Regions from separate parts of the Gossypium hirsutum genome. Here region 1 is linked to region 2. Evidence: chromatin contacts called from public Hi-C data. All regions are on one chromosome and are shown on one strand. Each heading gives the region's core, a stretch centred on a gene start, on an enhancer-like site or on the middle of the called end of the contact. The rest is flanking DNA. Distances are from core to core; before and after follow the strand shown.

What was found. Hi-C and Micro-C count contacts between places; a contact is called where the count stands out from the background.
Region 1: a Hi-C map of leaf shows a contact between it and region 2, with 2.2 times the contacts expected there. The contact joins two enhancer-like sites. A contact is called at or near these places in 2 of 34 Hi-C or Micro-C datasets (leaf and seedling).

What each region holds. Positions count from the first base shown.
Region 1 is chrA07:10,305,829-10,308,528 of Gossypium_hirsutum_v2.1, forward strand. It overlaps LOC107934225 (protein SWEETIE), which reads left to right. Exons shown (of 48, transcript XM_041117547.1): 47 at 1-111; 48 at 440-1,440. The coding sequence ends at 1,177. Among protein-coding and RNA genes, the nearest start is that of LOC107934216, 4.7 kb to the right of the region's middle. Within about 2 kb of position 1,338, at least 2 of the 9 cell types and tissues checked have an H3K27ac peak or open chromatin away from gene starts, as enhancers often do. A contact at or near this core is called in leaf, where this site is marked.
Region 2 is chrA07:10,141,121-10,143,820 of Gossypium_hirsutum_v2.1, forward strand. No RefSeq gene overlaps it. Among protein-coding and RNA genes, the nearest start is that of LOC107934236, 20 kb to the left of the region's middle. Within about 2 kb of position 1,396, at least 7 of the 9 cell types and tissues checked have an H3K27ac peak or open chromatin away from gene starts, as enhancers often do. A contact at or near this core is called in leaf, where this site is marked.

The DNA.
Region 1 (2,700 bases), core at 88-2,587, 160 kb after region 2:
AGAAACACCGCCATCAGGCTTGTTTCTCATCTTGCCCAAATTCCTTCTTCGGCTGGTCATCTCAAGGATGTGTTGTTATTGATGTCTGAGACGCATAGACAGCAACTTCAGGTGTTTTTGCTTTCTATTTCTTTCCATATAGATGACAAGTTTTTCTATTGTGATTGAAAGAACCATAAAATGGGAAATTTCAAGTTTGGTAAACTTGTTAACTGTATTGTTAGATCGAACCTGATGGCTTTGTTTTTTCCTTTCAAGAAACATAGATCTAGTTCACTAATAGTTTTTCTCCACATGTTTCTGGTAGAGCAATGGATTCACTTTTTTGATAGAAATAGGCAATTGAAGACTTTGTTGCCTAAAGTTTTGTTTGATTTGCAATTTTCATTTTTCCCATGGCCACATTGTTCAGAAATAATAATCACCATTCTTTTTTCAGGGGGTTATTCGTGCTTCAGTAACACTGGACCATAGTGTTGGAGAAACGAAATCTGTGGCACCGCAATTAGAGATTAAACTACCAGTTCCACTTGAAATGAGAAGAGAGGACAATGCCTTACCATCAGCTACTCAAGTGAAGCTTAAACAGCAAAGTGAAGAAAGATATTCATCTCCATTAGCCACCCCTATAGGTACCAATAATGATGACATGGAAGAAGATGAAGAGGATGAAGACGATTGGGATGCCTTCCAGTCTTTTCCAGCCACAAAGAATGCAGCTGAAACTGATTCTGTAGTTGAGAGGACAGTAAAAGAATCGGACCATGATGAGTCCATCTCTTCTGCTTTGGAAATCAGTACTGATAATAGTCAGCAATATTTATCTTCAGAAAATCACAATAGTATAAATAACTCTAATGCGGAGCATTCAGAGGTTGCAACAGAAATATTATCTGATTGCTCAGGTGACGGAGGTAACAGGGAGAAGATTTTGTGTGATCTTGCAGTTGAAGAAGTGAAAGAAATATCCACAAAGATAGAGGAGCACGTGCAAAGAAGGGCATCAACTGAAACTGGAAATAGTGAAGATGCTGAAGGATCAATCGATGTCGCAGGGGATGATGAGCAGCAAAAGGAGAGTTCAGATAATAAAGTCGATACTGATTTAGTATTAGATACTCTGCCTCATGTAGGGCTTTCCGATACTGAACATAATATGGATCAGGAACAGCATTGAAAGCTGGGGAGGGACATTGATGATTGGAAGATAAGTTTTTTTTTTTTTTCCCTCGTGAAGTTTTGTATGTTTTGGCTGCCAACTGATGAGAGAGAGAGAGAGAGAGAGAGAGAGTTGCTGATAGCCATAGAAAGGTTTGAAATCACATTGAACGCCTTATTGCAGGATGTTGACCCGTGACTTTTTATAATGAAACCAATAAGCAGCCGGGCAGTTAATCTTACTGCAAAATGGACAAAGGAAAAGAAAAAATTACTTTAAAAGTTTGGGCCCCGAGAAAACAATTTCTATTTGTATTTTCTGAAAATTGAAAATGAAAATCTATTTCTCAAAATAAATATATGTACTATTATGAAATTATTTTCATAATTAAAACATGAGATATAATTACTAAATAGTAATTAATTTAGTGTAGGTTTTAATTAAATTTGTTATTAATGTAAAATAAAATTAATTTAAATAAAAAAGTGGTTCTAGACTTCTAGTATTCGTGGCCATCTCTCCGGAGCTGATGGTCTATATGCATTTTCTTACTAAAATATTTCGAATATAATGGAGGTGTCTGCGAATTTGTTTCACAATATTTGCAATTGGTCAATTTGAGAAATGGATTAATCAGACTCTTCTTTTCTTAATCTAGAAGATTGAGTTTCTTAAGAAAATTCAATAGTTTTGTACGGTCTTGTAAAAAATTGTTACCAAAAGGAACAAAAAATTAAGACCATTCATACTAACCTGGGCAGCTCTTAAGTAATCAAGCTTCGATCCTCCTGTTGGAAGATGCATCGTTGATAATATTATTATCGTATAAAAATGATTCATATAATAGGTAAGAGGTCAGGCAAGTAAGAGCGGGTGGTGACTAAAATTAATCTCAAGAAAACTTATGATATATTGGATTGAAATTTTATAGAGGATGTACTTGTTGATATTGAGCAACTTAGTCAATTACATAATTTTGTATTGTGTCATAAATTGAGAAATGGATTAATCAGACTTCTTTTCTTAATCTAGAAGATTGAGTTTCTTAAGACAATTCAATAGTTTTGTACGGTCTTGTAAAAAATTATTACCAAAAGGAACAAAAAATTAAGACCGTTCATACTAACGTGGGCAGTTCTTAAGCAATCAAGCTTCTATCCTCCTGTTGGAAGATGCATCGTTGATAATATTATTATTGTATAAAAATGATTCATATAATATGTAAGAGGTCAGGCAAGTAAGAGCGGGTGGTGACTAAAATTAATCTCGAGAAAACTTATGATATATTGGATTGGAATTTTATAGAGGATGTACTTGTTGATATTGAGCAACATAGTCAATTACATAATTTTGTATTGTGTCATAAATTGCTTTCTATGTAGATTGTTTGGAATTATAATTTATTTGAACATTATTTATTTGTAGCCGAATCAATTACTCAAGCCGTGAGTATGGGTAGATGGGAACTAATTAAGCTAACAAGGGGTGATTCGAGTGTTAAGATGGCTTAATTTTGTTTATAAAAGTTTCGATTAAGCAAA
Region 2 (2,700 bases), core at 146-2,645:
GTTTCTCTGCATGTTAAGTACACCAGAACGATCTTCTTCGCCATGCATTATTATTGTATCCTTACAACCAATCATTTTATAATCAGCTTTAGATCTGAAACAATTCTTATATCCAATGATTAAAAAGTCGGACATTCGAAAATCGCCTTGGACCGCTCGGTGACTTGTACGATTCTCTCATTTTCCTGATTTTTTACCAAAAAATATAGATACTGAAATAAGAAACATTATAAATTGAGGGATCAATTTTTCATTATCTAATTAATCTCGGTTTGCTGAATTAATTTAAAGATAAGTTATTATTAGATTGACATTTACTCTAGGATAGTTAATTATATGTTTTGGATTAATGTTATAAACTAATTAATTAAATTAAGTTGAGTATTATTTGATAAACTAAAAGGTTAAGTGTTGAACATTTTCTAATACAAAATTTTATAGGTTTTAAATTTATATTATAAATTTGTTGTGTTAATAAAAAGTGTAAAATACACTTATTAGAATTTTTTTGTTATCTAATTATAAAAAGTTACAAAGTGGTTGCTTAATTATTGATAAATTTCTTTCTTGATCACCCAACTATCAAGAGTTATAGAATGGTTACATAACTCTTGAATATTTTTTTATCACTAACAGACGTAAAAATGAAAACACTTGAAATAGTTGGGTAGCTAAGGCAATAACTTTGTAACTTTTTATAGTTGAATGACCAAAAAGAAATTTATTGATAGTTGGGCAATCACAAATGTAGTTTACCCTAATAAAATTAAGTACCACATATAATGTTGTTTAATAATAATAAATCTTAATTTTCGAAAATTATTTATTTCATAATTTTAATGTTATTGATGTAATAATTTATATTATTTTAGAGATTTTGGATAGAAATTAAATATAAGAATTTGAATATTTTACTAACAAAACTAACAAGATAATTTATTTTGAATATAATTTTTTTAATCTTTTCAACTTTTAAGTGATAAATAGTTATTTATTTACTTAATTCATTCAACTATTTTTTTTGAAAATTTTGAATTAAATAAAAAATTATGATGGTTATCAAACTCATAAAAATTAAATGTTAAAAATTTCTTTTCAATGAAAAACAAATTCAATGATTTATCGAATGCCTTTAATTAATTTAGGATATCTTAGGATTGCATTGGGTTGTTGGATATAATTTAGATATAGTTTAGATATATAATTAAATTAATTTGGTGTATAATAATTTGAGTTAAGTCTTAGTTAGATTAAAACTAATTCATTTCTAGTTCAAATAGCAATTTGGTCCTAATTTAATTTTAAAATGAGCAGTTGATTGACAAGCTGTGGGCAGCTCGAGAGGTCCCCAGGTGGGACGACCCTACCCATTTGGGCAATGAAGCTCAATCCATAGTCCACATGGATCATGAACGTCACAATCCGAATGACCCACCAGAAAATAGCAACCAGTCGGTCGTGTCCCAGAATACTCAAGGCAACAACAACGCTTCCTCGGTGGAGCGACTCAAGGCATTCAATATAAAAATGCTATAGGAAATGGAGGCAAAGTAGATGAATCCATTTGGAACTATTCCAGTGAGCCACTCGTTCCTGAGGTATTAGCCAATCATATCTTAGCTTCTTTCATGTTCCCGAAATTCATATTCAATGGCTCAAGAGACCTAGAAGGCCACTTAGCTCGTTATAACAATCACATGAAAATTCTTAGGGCCTTTAACAGTATCATGTCTAGAGCATTCTTCATGACCCTCTCTCAAACGGCTCGACAGTGGTACCTATCAGTACTTGAGGATCCATTCACTCCTTCGAGCAATTACATGGGCAATTAATGAGCTGCTTCCTGGCCAACAAAACACTTCAACAGTCTCCCGCTTATCTGATGACCATATGCCAAGGGGTGAATGAATCCCTCCGAGATTATGTTCGTAGTTTCAGTGCAACCACTATGATAACAATGGGGGGTTACAGATTAAGGGGTCATCCACTCCTTTGCTGTCGGGGCCACCCACCAACATTTGAGGTACATCATTATTGGGAATCAACCGAGCAATTTATCCGCGTTGTATGAAATGGTTCACAAATTTTTGAAAGGTGATGAAGTAGAAAGAGCTCGTGCCAACTCTTTTGTGTCCACCATCCAGCAGTCTAATCCTCCGCGTCGTTCCCCTCCACAACGTTCTCAAGGCTATCAGCAGCCAATGACCCATTCTAGGGTAGGCAACATGGAGCATAGGCAATACAACCCTTCAAATCAGAGAGATCGACAAAGGGTTAATAATGTCCATGCCTCTGACTGTTCAGGACCCATCCAGGGGAACAAGGTTGGCTAAGATCAAAGGTTCCGGGCACCTTACAATCAATATAGAACTTACCATGAACTCACCTGCTCTCTAGCCCAGATATTCGATCAGATCGAGTACCAAGGTATTTTGTAAATGCCACCCCAGCTAACACCTAGCCAGGATCGCAATAACTCAAACCATCACTATATATATTACAATGCTCTTAAGCACCACACAAAGCATTTTGTACATTTGAAGAACATAATAGAATTGGCAATCCGAAAAGGGCAATTAAAACAATAGCTGCCCTAGGAACCATATCAACTGAACATGACTTATGATGAAGAAGCAAGGCTATCCGGACTACGTCGAGATGATAAGGGTAAACATCTTGTTAGGGACATAATTGATATAC